Linked DNA regions of Astyanax mexicanus: region 2 is linked to region 1. The links are chromatin contacts, called in public Hi-C maps. All regions are on one chromosome and are shown on one strand. The core of a region is the stretch at or near the end of the contact, and the rest is flanking DNA. Distances in the headings are between cores, read along the strand shown.

Region 1 (7,816 bases), core at 2,247-4,746:
AAACTGAATTTTAGTATGCTGAAAAAGCTTAACTAATGCAATGCAAATTTAATGCAAAATTCATAGCTAAGATATTAGTTAGGTTTATAATTTCAGGTTAAATATCAGCTGTGTGTTCCTGAAAGGGGTCACGTTTCATGAATCTGGACTAATTCTGCTTTAAATAAACAGAAAAAAGATTTCTTCAAACTCATCAGAAGCAGTTGCTAAATGTCTAAAGTCTAAACAAACAAAAATATCCCTGAAGCATTTCTATAAACACAAATGTCATGTGGAAATGTGACGCAAAACGGCTGCCAAATAGGACATTCCTGTTCTAGTGCATTACGGTAATGAAAGGAGACAACTGCACTGGTTTTAACAGATCTCATGCCAGGAGTAATTTGGCACACTGTACCTCAGGGGAATGCATGGAGTAGTTTACAGGAAGACGCTCCACAGCGATGGGCAGACAGTGCTGTCCTATCTGCAGCCTTTCATTGTTCAGAATGGGCAGCCACTGCAGACAAAACACACAGCAGACCATTAAAGAAGCAATTAATACAAATTAAGAACAGCAGTATGCTGCCTAAATCTAAATAAATTATGCATATGATGCAAGTTACTTGTGCTTTGACATTTGGTATGTCGGTGTTGTTTAATGCAGATATTTGGTGATCTAGGTATTAAAGGAGAACTCCAGTGTAAAATGGACTTTTGGTGTAGTAAAATTTGATAAAGCGTACTTACCTTTTGTCTGCCATGCCATATGTCTGTCTTTGTTAAAGAGCATAAGCCAAAGTATTTCACCATGAAAGCATGTGTTCGTAATGTTTGACAGCATCCTGAATCACTACTACATCTCTGCTGCTTTTTTATTTTTAGTTTTTCCCATTTTCTCTCCAATTTACACGGCCAATTACCCAACCCAATCACTATGAGGGTGAAGACTAACACATGCCTCCGCCGATACATGTGTAGTCAGGCACCGCTTCTTTTCGAGCTGCTGCTGATGCAGCATTGCCGAGCAGTCAGCACGCTTGGAGGAAAGTGGAGTGGCTCGTTTCTGATACATCAGTTCACAGATGCCCTGTGCTGCAGACATCACCCTAGGAGTGATGTGGGGAGAGAGCGCCATCTACCCACGCAGAGGGAGCAGGGCCAATTGTGCTCCCTCTGAGCGCAGGCAGCTTGATGGCAAAGCTGCATGAGCTGGGGTTCGAACCTGCGACCTCCTGTTCATAGTGGCACCTTCCTCAGTGTAAATAAATGCACTGGGCGCCGGCTGCTACACCAGGAGGCAGGCTATGCGGAGTCTATGTATACATATCTTTGTTTAATCAGTACAGTGATGGCGGCTTCCGGAGCAGAAGCTAGCGTTATGGGATGTAAACAGTGGTTTTTAATAAGCTTCTTCTGCACTTTTAAAGTTATTAATGCCTAGTTTTAACTGTTTCCACTCTGAGCCTGGATAACGGTGGAAAAGGTAAAAATTTTGCCCTGAAGTGCCCACTGTAAAGAGTGCTGGGCAAAAAAATACAAAAATACTGTATCTCAGAAAGCTGTAGGAGAGCGGAGATGCGCTATTCAACAAAGATAAGTATTTTTTATCAAGTTTTCCTAGACTCAAAGTCCATTTAAGCTGTCAACTAGGAAAAGGAGGAAATTAGATTTTCAAACTTGTGCATCCACAGGCTAAGAGGATAGATGCTGTAAACTTGAAGGTTTTACAGCATATTGTTGAGAGACTCACTGAATATCCGACGAGAGTTTCCACACTGCCGCTCTGGTTCTGCTTCTGCTGGCAGCTGATGTGGTAGAAGGAGAAGAGCAAGTGGTGTTTCTCAGTGAGACGCGCAGGCAGACGAATCTTCACCTCCTCATAGAAGTCTGGAGACCTGCACAGATACATAATGAGACACCAGCTTACATTTCTGAGCTTTTATGTGCACTTAAGAGTGTAAGATCACTAAGGTCCTCCAACCAAAGATTTCTGACTGTTTCACAAACTAAATTAAAGTTAAAGGGTGACCAGGCTTTTGCAGCTTATGCTCCCAGACTGTGGAGTGATCTCCCTACTGAAATCAGCTCATGTCCTTAAGAAACATTGCTTTTTAGTAGTGTATGAACATTGTAATTATATCGACAGTTTTTTACATTGATTTATTGGTGTTTTGATCATTTTATCTATTTTTATCTGTTTATATTTTTATTTTTTAAACTGTAGCATTTTGTAAGCTGGAAAAGTGCTACATAAATAAAGATTACTTACTTACTTACTTACTAACTGTACTTATTACAAATATTGTCTTTTATGTTTGATTATCTGCAGAAGATGTGTTTAGTCCTTCTCAAGAAACTACCTGACACTAATTTTAATTAATAGCACATTTTATATATGTAATACAAATACAAGTTCATATCACATGTAGTTCAAAGTAGATGAATATATAACAATTATTTACATTAAAATACAATAAAAAACAAATATTGCTTGATATTATTATTTTTTTTTCCATTAAAGATGTTATTGTTCTCTAGCTTAGGGGTTTCCAAAACGTTTCTTATGTGGGAAGCTCAAATATTTTGCGCATTGAAGCTTCCAGAACACCTGATTTAACTTAATATGTGTACAGAATTGGAGTCTGGAGGACTCAGTAAATCAGTATTACCTGTTATGATAGGTGATGGGGGTGTAGATTTCTGACACAAACTCTGGACCACTTGATCTCCCAAATATTACCTTTAGAGAAAAATCACATAACAGTACAGTTAAGTAGCAACTCTGACAGTATTCAGTCTCTCCTAGTTTTATAGTTAGGAGTAAGCCCATCATGATAATTATGATATACTGACATTTTTTCTAAATTTGAAATTAAACCATTTTTAAAATGTCTTAATTTAAAAATAACATTTATCGCAATTATTTTTGGGACAATATACAGAATTTTTGCACGAGGAGTGGCATAAAGTTATCCAAAAGCAGTGTGTAAGACTGGTGAGAACATGCCAAGATCCAAAAAACTGTGATTATAAACCAGAGTTATTCCACCAAATATTGATTTCTGAAAACTTGTTTTTTTATTTACATTATTTGAGGTCTGAAAGCTCTGCATCTTTTTTTGTTATTTCAGCCATTTCTCATTTTCTGCAAATAAAGGATTTAAATGACAATATTTTTATTTAGAATTTGGGAAAAATGTTGTCTGTAGTTTATAGAATAAAACATGAATGTTAATTTTACTCAAACATAAACCTATAAATAGCAAAATCAGAGAATCTGATTTAGAAAATGAAGTGGTGTCTACATTTTTTCGAGAGCTGTATATCATTTAGAAAAATTAATGAAGTTACAGTGATGGATCCAGCTGACAATGTATGCAAAAGGTCCTGAGAGCTGATGAAAAAAAGTATATATATATATATATATATATAGACACTATATTAAGGACATATTAAGGCCATGTGTCCCATGTGGGGGAGCAGGGTGGGGGTGTACTCACAGGCAGGGCTCCACTGGGGTCCTCTGTGTTCATAAACTGGATCTTTACAGTTATATTTCGGATGTTGCCACGACTGCTAACATTCAGCTTCTGAGGATACACATACAGCAGGTTCCTGCACACAAAACAGACCACAGACCACATTAGGGAATGCACAGAGCAACAGAGCAGTATTATAAAATTATTTTAAATAATAATGGATGAGTGTCCAAGAGATTACGTTTTTGTTTTTATTATTATAAATTTTAGGTCTGAAAGCTCTGCATCTTTTTTGTCATTTTAGCCATTTCTCATTTTCTGCAAATAAATGCTTTAAATTACAATTTGGGAAAAAATGTCTGGAGTTTATAAAATAAAACAACAATGTTCATTTTACTCAAACATATACCTATGGAATTAATAAATTGGAACTGACAGAAACAGAAACTGAAGTGGTCTCTTAATTTTTTGCAGTTGCAGTTTAAATGTATACTGCATGCATTTAAACTGCAAACATGACAATTGTTCAAAAATATACTTAAAAAATACAAAATAGACTGATTTCAAGACAGATTACAAAGAAAAAGAAAAAAGTTATTGTGACAGGCCTAATTGTTCACAGTCTATTTAACCACAGCTGTACTGTAATTATTCAGCACTAGATGGCGCTTAAAATCCACAAATCACCATGACCTCATATAACCTACAGTTCTCCATGTCCAGAGCTCAGGGGTTATGTTTTTCTGTGACAAATGATATCACTTGAGTCATCTGGACATTTGGAAGATTTACAGACTCCATGTTTCTATTTAATTAAGAGGAACTGTCACATTTACTTCTGGCTCGGTATGTGAGGGTGTAAGGCAAGGTTAATGACATGACAGAATGTGACGTTTTAAATAGAAGACAATCTTAATAAGGGTTATTTTGATGATAAATGTGTGTGTGTGTGTGTGTGTGTGTGTAGGTGTACTGACCGGTATATGCTGTGAGGGACATAGACATCATTAGAAGGGAATTCCAGAACCTCTTTGATTAGTCTGGTGCTTTTCTCTGATGCTGGTTTTATAGGGATGAGCTCCGGAGACAGACAGGGCATCACTGATTCAGGAGACGGGGTCACCTCCAGTTTTAGACATCCTGCCAGCACACACACACACAAACACACACACACACACATATACCCTGAAATATCGTGCCATATCACCCACCCCTAATTATCACATCAGGGTACTACTTTTTTGCTGTTTTTTGCAATACAAAAATCACACTGTTCTCATTTCCCATTATATATCTACTAGAGACAGATTATATCTGTCCAGTATCATTTATTTTACTTTAATCCTGGATATATGGAGATATTTGGAGGGCATTATTAGTATCATGACGTTCTGGATCATTGACGTCTGTTACAAATCTCACAAAATTCTTGGATTTTTTTAAATATCTTAGTTAGAGGTGTGCCATATCATATTGTATGCAATAATACAATTTAATTTTAATTTTGTTGCAGTAGTGTATTCTTGAAATATTTTTTTAGTAATAATTCAGTGTTTTGTCATATCGTATCATTATCGCGAAAATACCATTACATATCACAATATTATTTTAGGGCCATATGGCCCACCCCTATTAGGAACAATCCTAAAATAAACATGGTGATGAGCATCACCTGATATCGTCTTGCTCCTTCGCTGGATGTTGGATGTCCTCTTGCTGTCTGCCAGGAACTTAAATAAGTCTTCATCACCGAGACGCTCCCCTTCCTGAAACACATACACAAACACACACACACACAAATGTCAATCTTCACTATTCTTTATTCTATCTCATATTAAGCACAGCAATGTATATAGTAAACATTTTAAAAATAAAATTATGGCTTAATCCATGGTAGTGGGCATACACACCAACAATAACTACTAAAACTACTAAATGATTCTTTATTTGTTTACAGTTGCTCAACTCCTCTGTAATGTGGAGATGTAATGGTATCACTCAGAATGTAATGTGGCAGAGAAAGGTCATTTAAATCATGTGAACAAAAAAGGAAATGATAATAAATGTTAAAAATGTGAAATATGTAGCCCTGAGCAGTCTCAAGGTGATCAGGGAAAGCTGCAGAGACAGACTTCAAAAATGTTTTTTTCACATTCCAGTTTAGTGAGATTGATGCAGTGATTTAAAACCATGATCCTGTCCACTACTGGCATGTCAGTGTATGTGAATTGAATGGCTAACCTGTTTAAAGAAGGTTTGAATAGTGATGGTTGAGGGTTTGGAGCTTGACAGATTGAACTGGTCCTCCATCATGCTGAATCGCTCAGAGTTGCGCCTCGGCAAGTAAGCCTTCTTTTCCAAACTGCTCCGGCCTGATACAAAGCACAAAATACACACATATCAGTAAACTGAATAAGTAATTTACCTAGAACATTGTATAACTATATAAACGGCATGTATTACTTTTGTCTACAAAACTGTGTAGTGCTATATGAAATCTTTTTCAGTGCCATCTAGTACCATCTACTGTTAGGATTTCTGACAAAACTCAGACTGTTATGGACTATAACCATATTGACAAATCCAAGATCTATTTGGAAATTAACAACAGTCAGGTTTGAGGGTTTTAAATGAATGTCCTCGCCACTAGGGGCAACAACGATGCGATACGACAAAACACTGAATTAAAAAAAATATTTCAAGATTACACTACTGCAACAAAATGAAAATTGTATTGTTGCATGACATGATATGGCACACCCCTAACTGAGATATTTAAAAATTGACTGAAGTAAAATGAATGATACTGGATAAATATAATCTGTCTCCAGTAGATTTATAATAGGAAATTAGAACAGTGTGAATTTTTCTTTTACTAAAACAGCAAAAAAGTAGTACCCTGATGTTATAATTAGGGGTGGGTGATATGGCACCATATTTGAGGGTATAATATCGTTCACCATATTAAAAATTTTAGCAATATTATCCTGTACGATACAATGTGGCACACCCCTACTCGTGAAATTGCTACAATTTCCTGGCCTGCCCAGTTGCCAGATTTTTCCAAAAAAATCAAGCAATGATAGGACCATACTTGTCAAACTTCTCGTCTACAGGCCCACCTGTAATATCTGTTGGCATATGTGCCACAGGATGTAATACATGTCCTGTTTTACTCCATGGCCGTCAGTTCTTGAAACTTTTATGAACAAAAGCTAGACTTATTGCTTCAAGGCTTTTGGAAATATCCATCATCCTGCCAAGGCCTTTTTTTTTACCTACCGTTGAGGCTGTCTGAGTCTGCCATGTCTCGTTCCAGCGTGGCTGTGGTGATCACACTGGCAATGTTGACGGTGGCGAAAGCGAAGGGCATGCGGTACTGACCAAGCCTCTGACAGAAACCCTCCGCCTGGTTCCTCAGCTTCTCCAGCTTATCTTTGTTCTAAATATGAGGAAGAGACAGATAGTAAGAGGTGTTTACTAAACTGAATATTATTTATTATATTGTTTTTTAATCGTCTCTGTGATTACCTTCCCACTGTCGCTCTCCTTCATCCCCAGGTACGGCTCAGCACACTCTCCAATTTCCCCCTGCTGCAGGACCTTCTCAATCTAACAAATAACACAGCATCATTATCATCATCATCATCATCATCATCATCATCATCATCTTCATCATCATCATCTTCATCATCATCATCACCACCATCATCTTCTTCATCACATGTATATGATGTCTCATAAGTTTGAAATTCTTTCTGGGAAATTTAAACACGTCTTAAACATGTCTTTATTATCATTTGTATAGACAGCACTGCCAGACGAATTAATGACATTCTGAGTCAAGAGTGAAACTAGAGTCTTCTTACCTAAAAATAGTTGATTAAGCTATAAGAGTCTTATTACAGAAATCATAATGGTATCTTACTTTCAGTAATTAAGTACATTTGAATACAAATACTGAATACATTCCTTTTCAGATTGAATCAGTTACGTACTGTTTAGGGCCAATATCAACAGCTTCATGGCTAAAAGTAAGAGGCAAAGCCTCGTTAGAGTTACCTTGATAACCAGGTAGATATCTGGAGAGGGGTAGGAGATGGAGAAAATGGCCGCCTTTGACTGTGTGGAGGAGTCGATGTGAGGCGTGTGAGAGCTCAGGAAGTCCTTCATTTTCTCTGAGTTCAGATCACAGTGGAAGTTCTCTGAAATCTGACAAAGCAGTATCACATTATTTCTCCAATATATTAATGTGTTAATATATATATATATATATACAGTGAGTCCAAGAAGTATTTGATCCCTTGTTGATTTTCTTTCGTTGGCCCACTAATAAAGACATGATCATTCTATAC
Region 2 (7,816 bases), core at 3,614-6,113, 53 kb after region 1:
ATAAGACGCACTGTCAATTTTTGTGAAAATTAAAAGTTTTTAAGTGCGCCTTATAGTTCGAAAAATACGGTACTCACCTCTGAACGACGCAAGAGCTAGTGCAGTGCTTAGTGGCTAATGATAATACTGCTCCAGTCTTAGTGCTGGAGAAACTTGAACTACTGAAAATCCTCTATAACGCTGTACATCAGCAGAGTGACTTTACCGCTCCTTAATACCTGACTGAAAAAAAATCATACATAAGGCACCTTGGAATATAAGGCGCACTGTTGATTTTTGTGAAAATGAACAAATTTTAAGTGCACCTCATAGTGTGAAAAATATGGTACATAGGCTATAGAAGTGAAATTACATAAGAGTAACTTTTCAAAAATCTATTTTACTAGAAGTGCAAAAGTTGCACCCTAAAAATAAGGCTTACGACCTGGAACTTATTACCACATCCAGATGCTATCAGCATAGGAAGTGGAGTTTGTTCGTTTCTATTCTCCTATTCTTCCCCTTTTTTGTCTAAAATGAAAAGCAAAATCCCAAGAGTGAGGGTGTGAGCTGTGAGCAACAGCAAAGCTGTGCAGAGACTGTCAGCCCAACGTAAAACCCAACTTAAACTAATGAGTAACTAATTGCTAGTGAATGATGAGCAACACACAATAATTTCCTCACAGACACAATGGAGTGGAAGTAAAAGTGATATCACTAAAAAAACATCCTAAAATGTACTACAGAGTACTAACGATGTAAGAAAATATTGATATCTTGCTAAGGTTGCTAAAGTGTTGCTAAATGGTTGCTATGGTATACCAGGTGGCTATAGGGGTATAAGAAAATATACATAGATATATTGAAGTATATAGTATATAGGCTTAACTGTATCAGTTTAATGGTAAAGATTGGTGACAGACATCGGTTCATTTTGTGTTGTGTTTAAACCCTGTCCACTAGACAGATAAAATTATTTATCTTAGTTTTATTTTATAAACTACGGACAACATTTATCCCAAATTCTAAATAGAAATATTGAGTTCAGAAATCAATATTTGGTGGAATAACCGTGGTTTTTAATCACAGTTTTCATGCATCATGACATGTTCTCCTCCACCAGTCTTACACACTGCTTTTGAATAACATTATGCCTTTACTCCTGGTGCAAAAATTCAAGCAGTTCAGTTTGGTTTGATGTCTTTTGATTATCAATCTTCCTCTTGATTATATTCCAGAGGTTTTCAATTTGGCAAAATCAAAGAAACTTACAATTTTTCAGTGGTCTCTTATTTTTTCCAGAGCTGTATCTACATCTGGCTCCCAAATCACATTTAGACAGTAAACAGTCTCAGTCAGACAAACTTATAAATGGCTTAGTGCAAAGCCCTAGCATTTTCACACTGCACTGTCACATGTATATGACAGCAGTTTTTTATGAATGAACCATTGGGCTTCAGTGTGATACAAGCCATAATAAATATGCTTTTCCTATGGGGGCTCTAATCTATAACACTGGACCTCCGTTTAGTACAATGGCTTTATGCACTTCCTCACCACCTGCTGTGAGTGAGAGAAGGAACAATAAGAACTTCCACCTCAGTCAGACTATATGTGGACAGTGAGCGGGGGCTGTTCCTGAGCGGACTCATGATCAGAGCAGGAAAGAGGGTTCACACTAGAGGTGGAAGTGATCCAACAGGCCGGATCTCAGTGTTTAAAGTGGGATGTGAGAGAATTAAATCCTCTTTTTTCATAGTCTTATAACCTTAGCAAAGTGTGGGATAGCAAAGTTAGCAAAGTTCATATACTTTTATATCGTCATTGTCCTATGAAAAACACTTATCTCCATTTTTGTCGATTTTTAGTTTACTACATAAACTCTTTAAAATAACCTGAAATAAACTCTCTTTACATTGACTTCCATTGAAAGTTTACAAGATTTTTTCCCTCTCCTGTAAAGTTGCTGTTTTGGAGATAAGTGTTTTTCATTGGACAGCGACAATATACATTTCTTATTCATGCCTTAGAGGCACATTTGCGGCTAGTTAGTGTAAGTATTAAATTTAAACTTTGCCAAAATCACTGTATGTAACAGAGCAATTGAATTTGCTACTGCTTAAAGACTGATATTTTAAACAAGAAAACGTGTCTGCATTTAAATGTTTTGTAATAGATGATGATAGTGGAATTATATTGGTATTTGACCAATATTTTAAACCAATATTTGCTGACAGATTAATTAAATGCCTAAAAACAACCAAGTGATAATGGCTGCACTACCGCAATTGGCAACACTTGCTGTGTTTCTTTAAAATTAATTGATCTAAGCTAAATTTTTTATCCCTTTTATTGGTTTTAAAGTTCTGAAATTATACCACTAGTCTAGTCACTCTGTAGTACATGTGTAATATCAGCATCTGCCCAAAATTCCCACATCAGTGCATCCCTAGTTACTATGCTAACAAGCAAAAAAAAGCTTCCTACCTAAATGCGAAATAGAAAACTAAGGCATTAGCATGCTAGCTACAAGTCTCATCCCACATCACAACCACAGTGTTAGCACGCTGGCTACTGAGGAGTTAGCAAGGCTGATACCCACATCATTATGTCCTCCCACTGAACATTCCTGTTGCCAAACCTGCACTATTAAGATTAGCTTATATTATAAACAATACCTTATAGTATGAGTGTGTAGCACGCAGTTGATAAATCACAGTTATGAATTCAACATTTTGTGATGTCACAAAGATCGAAGAATGTACATAAACTATAAAATATATATATTAGGCCAGCAGTAGGTCAGCATTGCTATACATTAAAGCTATACATGTAGCTATACATGTTTCACACTAAAGAAAAACTTATATTTGGAAAAGTTAATAAGTAATAGAAATATACAATGCAATATTATTAAAAACCTTTACAAAGTACAGTGTTAAAATATTAAGTATTTAATTTCATTATTTTAACACCATCAACACATCGCAACTGAATATTTAAATAGTACATATCTAACATTGTATCTTAATTTTATCCTTAGTAATACATTTTTAAGTAATACATTCTCAGCACACTGAACTGGATAATGATGTTCGTGATGGTGAAATAAAGTGATTGCATAACTGATTTGTTAATGTCTTCAATAACATAACTATTTCCATTTTTTTTTTATTAAATTGCATAGATGGTAAGCTGCTTAGCAAGTGCAATATTGCTTTTAAACTGAGGCACAACAACCAGTCAGAACAGTGGTTAAAGAAAACAGTGCACATACATAGCTAGCTACATGTTTAACTGGACACCATGCAGTTGTACAAAACACTTTTGACAGTAGCTTGTTTAGGTTACCTGTGCCTAGGCACGTCACAATAATTACTTACTCTATTGACATATTGTACAATATATTGACAAACATGACTTTCTGCTGACCTCAATATTGCTTGTTATTTTTTTTTTGTTAACAAGGAGAACCCATTTAAGTTAATGATGTAGATATCAAAACAGCATGTTTATCATATTGTTTTATTTATTTATGATATTAGAATGTGTAATATCATTACTATGCTATTATATTATCATTAACGTTTATCGTAATTTTATTTGGGACAATTGTACTTGCTAACCCCTTTTCACGATGGCCATAAAATGCAATTTTCGCCTATTTTAAGGGTCCCTCTGTTCAGCTTCTTTTTTGTTTTAAACACAATGTACCCTGGTGGTTAATGGCTCATGTGAAAGTATATACTTTTGTTTCAAAAATGAACCCATTGGTGGTTTCACTATTTGGTAAATTAAATAACCTCTCGTTGATCATATATTTTTGTCTCAGAGGGTTGTCTGTGTAAAATATTTTAAAATATTTTGAAATAAAATTTTGAATATTATTGAAAAAACAGAAGGACCAGTGAGTTTTTTGGCTTTCTCTGTCACATGACATCGCGTTCAGTAGCTCCTCCATTTCCACTCCCTGTTGTTTTTACGTGGATCTCCGTGAAAACGCACGCCCAAAGTGTTATTACGGTGCGTGGAAGTGGGCAAATAGCTATTTTATTAAACGCGAGGTGATGAAACTCAGAGATGTGAGTCCGGAGGGGACTAAAATTACAGGAGGACCACAGAGTTCAGAGAAAAACAGTAGGTAATTCAGTCTGTAATTTTCACAGAGGACGTCTGAGAAAAATACATACATGGTTGTTCCGGACAGAAATAAAATCACAGAGGAAACCCCCATGAAAAGGAGAAAAATACCCCAGGACTCCCTGAGAAACTAATCCCGTGGGGCTTGAGTGCCCCAAACTGTATCCAAATAACACAAGGTGTCAGACTTCCCTTTGCTACTTCAAGTAAATAATGTCAGTTCCAAACTAGCTAACCCTAAAACCTATTAAATACAGCAAAATATATATCGTATATCAAACATTGCGATATTTTTCCACATTGTCCAACACTTCTTGAGAAGTGTTTGCTAGTTAAATACCTAATTATCTACAGTTCTGTACAGTACCGCTGGAGATCATTCCCCTGGTTTATGACCCCGCTCTCCGGAGAGCAGCGTGTATCTGCCGCTCCGGAACCCGCGCTCTCTCTCTCCCTCCTTCCCCCCTAAACTACGCGGAGTAAAGTCCGCTCAGACTCCCGGCAGCAGCCCGGGTCCGGCTCTGACCCGCTGCGGGTAAAAGGACGGGTTACCTGTTGAGTTTGAGGGCGAAGGCGCGCCGCTCCGAGGCGGGCATGGTGGCCATGACGGCTCAGAGCGAGAGCTTCAGCGGCCGGAGCTGCAGAGAAATCCCGGGCGCGGAGCCGCGGACACCGCGGGCAGCAGCAGCATCTCCCAGCGTATCAGCGCGGAGATTACTGGGCGGAAACTTCCGCATCTCAACTCCCCAAACACACACACTCACAGAGTGGACACACGCCTTAACGTGTGTGTGTGTGAGTGTGTGTGTGTGTGAGAGAGAGAGAGAGAGAGAGAGAGAGAGAGAGAGAGAGTTGGGTAATCCCTGCTAGCACAAAACCACTGAATAAACGTTAATATTTTAGCTCGATTACATATTTTAACCTTTAAACAACTGTCATACCACTTTAATAAAGAACTATGCACTTGTTCACTTCACCACCCTCACGTTTCTATACTTCTATATTTGCACTACTGTTTATACGGGTTCTGTCTATACTGGTACTGTCATTACCTCTGAATCCCTCAGATCACAATTGCACTATTGTTCTCTAAAATTATAAATATAAAAGAATGATAGACACTAAATCTACAATACAACAAGGTCACAGATAAACCTTGTTGTATTGTATATTTAGTGTCTATCATTCTTTTATATTTATAATTTTATTTTGCTGTAACTTTGGGAAGGAGAGTAACGTAATTTCAATCCTCTATATATAGTATTCAACAAAACTACTTTCCTTGACTTGACTTGAAAACAAACGGTATTAAACAAAATGATTTAAACATGTAATGTTTGGTTCTACACTCTTAATGCTTTTATGTGAAATGTGCCTTTTCACAAATAAGAATAAGAATTATTATAAAACTGCAAGAAAACAGTATCAGCTATAAGAACAGAATATAAAAAACAGATATACATATTTAATGCATTAAAAACATATTGTATTAGTGGTTTTAGTGTATATGAAGACATATATTCTTGTTGTTTGGTATGAAGGGGCTGACGGCTGTGGCGGTGAGTTGGTTAACAGGTGCAATAAGTAAAAACAGCGACCTCTGCTGGCAGAAACCACACTGTAAGACAGGATTGGACAATTCATGTTCCCAAGGCCACAAAATAACCTGGGACTGATTTGGAGGACTAGATAAACATACTGATCTCAGTTTGACTTAATGTTCATTTCAGCTCTTTAAAAACGCAATAGATGTTACAATTTATCAGTGCAGTGTGGAAGTTAGGCAGTTGATTATTTTTCATAAAATAGAGTGATAAAGATTTACTGCAGACTTTGATGTTAAAGATGAACAAAATCAAACAAATCAGTAACTCTGAAAAACAGTTATATTTATTGAGATTATCCTGATTTTATAAATAACCCAATCAACTTTATCATGTTAGGCTCAAACTGGATGAATGTGGGCTAGGTGGGTTCTAGGTGGGCATAAGCTCCCATCTAAGCCCTGTGTACAGCGAACAACCAAGATGGGGACATAGGGCATATTTAACCCCTCTTCCCCACATCAGTATCATTCATTTGCTGGGCCAAATTAAAACCTACATACACCACACCCTGGCATGTCATCTGGGTCATGGAGAAAAGCCACCTTAATCCACATCCAAAAATCTTTAAGTGGACGGCGCTTTTTTTCAGCTTCACTTTTAACAGAGGTGCAATATATATACATAGACTACTACACTACTGCAGCTAAATATTGCAGTAATCAATGTATTCATATGACTAGTGCTTTGTTTACTAATTACTGTGTATTTCGTAGAGCTTGTTTATTTTAACAATCCAGAGTTGAGGGGTTTCTTTTTGTTTTTAAAGTGACTTTAAACTTTTTTCTTCTTATTTCCTTGAATTCCTACTTTTCACCCATTAGATTTCCCTTGTATTTTTGACATCACATACTTTTGACAAGCACCAGTTTCCCAGTGCTCAGTATTGACTACAGAGCCAATACATTTTGATGAGGTGTTAGTTTCTGCCTCCAGGCATTAAAACTCCGTCTGAGACCACCCCCTACTGACAGATATGAAGAAGTGCAAATTTTGGACACACTTGTAACCAGTGCTCACTAACCTAGTTGTGACAACAGTGTAAGAACCAACTGTTTTGGTACCCACAACAATAAAACACACATAAATTACATATGTTCAATCATAACTTTTTTTGAGCAACAATGGCAAAAAAACATTTTTAATGATCAGCCAAATAAATAACATTACTAAATAATATATACCAAAAAATGGCCATAAGCACTGGAAAATTTCTGATATCTTGAAACTGAGAAACATGGACAGTAGAGATGATGACTGGCAAGAAGAGTTCAGGTGGCTATGAATTCTGTAGACATGGGCAGTGAGAGCATGTAAATTCATGGACAACATGGGTGCGGATGTACGAAAAAACCTTCGAAAAAGGTACATTTTTTCATTTATTAAATGAACGTCTGAAACTGCAGATTACAGTTCTCAATAGATAAGTGTTGAAGGGCAGGTTAAAGTGGTATTATCAAAACTGACATATTTGAAAATATCATTTTATTTTTTATTTCACATAGGTCTTAAGTAACCATTGCTAAATATTAAGAAATATTAGAACTCGAGATCCCTAAAGAATACTTTACAATACTTAAATAAAGTAGATCAGTCCACTTCTTTTAATTTAAGCCTATTTGTGGACTGAATTGAATTTCTTTAAGTGCAGGTCTTGACCTAGGTCTGGCAATCTGACTGACTGACTGACACTACAACAAAAATGACAAACAAAAGCATTAAATACAAACTTAAAAATACACAATGCACTAGACAATGAAATTGCATATTGGAAATAAACAAATTAAAAAGTATTTATATATTTTACATAGAATGAAGAACAAGATTTCTTTTTTTTTTTTTTTTTTCATATAAACTGAGAGCTGCCTCACGAGTTGATGGCTTTTCCAATCAAGATCAAGCCACCAAAGATAAATTCAGATGTGTGAAGCTTTTTCACATGCTCTGCCGCAACTTCTCCAGGGCTGCTTCTTTTTCCTTCAGAAGGACTTTGAGGCGTTTGATTCGCTCCTGGCGCTTTAATTCCTCAGGGTCCAGCATTACAGAAGAGTACAATTCAATGAAAGTGTTGTTGCTGCTGGTGCTGCTGCTTG

Evidence for each region. Hi-C and Micro-C count contacts between places; a contact is called where the count stands out from the background.
Region 2: a contact with region 1 is called in a Hi-C map of muscle, with 18 times the contacts expected there. The contact joins the promoter of dock8 here to the enhancer-like site in region 1. A contact is called at or near these places in 2 of 3 Hi-C or Micro-C datasets (both in muscle).

What each region holds. Positions count from the first base shown.
Region 1 is chr12:39,090,110-39,097,925 of AstMex3_surface, forward strand. dock8 (dedicator of cytokinesis 8) reads right to left here. Exons shown (of 48, transcript XM_022671085.2): 9 at 7,524-7,673; 10 at 6,993-7,073; 11 at 6,744-6,903; 12 at 5,703-5,833; 13 at 5,134-5,227; 14 at 4,439-4,601; 15 at 3,483-3,597; 16 at 2,652-2,722; 17 at 1,733-1,877; 18 at 398-499. Among protein-coding and RNA genes, the nearest start is that of dock8, 53 kb to the right of the region's middle. Within about 2 kb of position 3,497, the one cell type or tissue checked has an H3K27ac peak away from gene starts, as active enhancers do.
Region 2 is chr12:39,141,812-39,149,627 of AstMex3_surface, forward strand. dock8 (dedicator of cytokinesis 8) reads right to left here and starts at 4,864. Exons shown (of 48, transcript XM_022671085.2): 1 at 4,672-4,864. The coding sequence starts at 4,724. lrif1 (ligand dependent nuclear receptor interacting factor 1) reads right to left here. Exons shown (of 5, transcript XM_007231873.4): 5 at 5,992-7,816. The coding sequence ends at 7,659.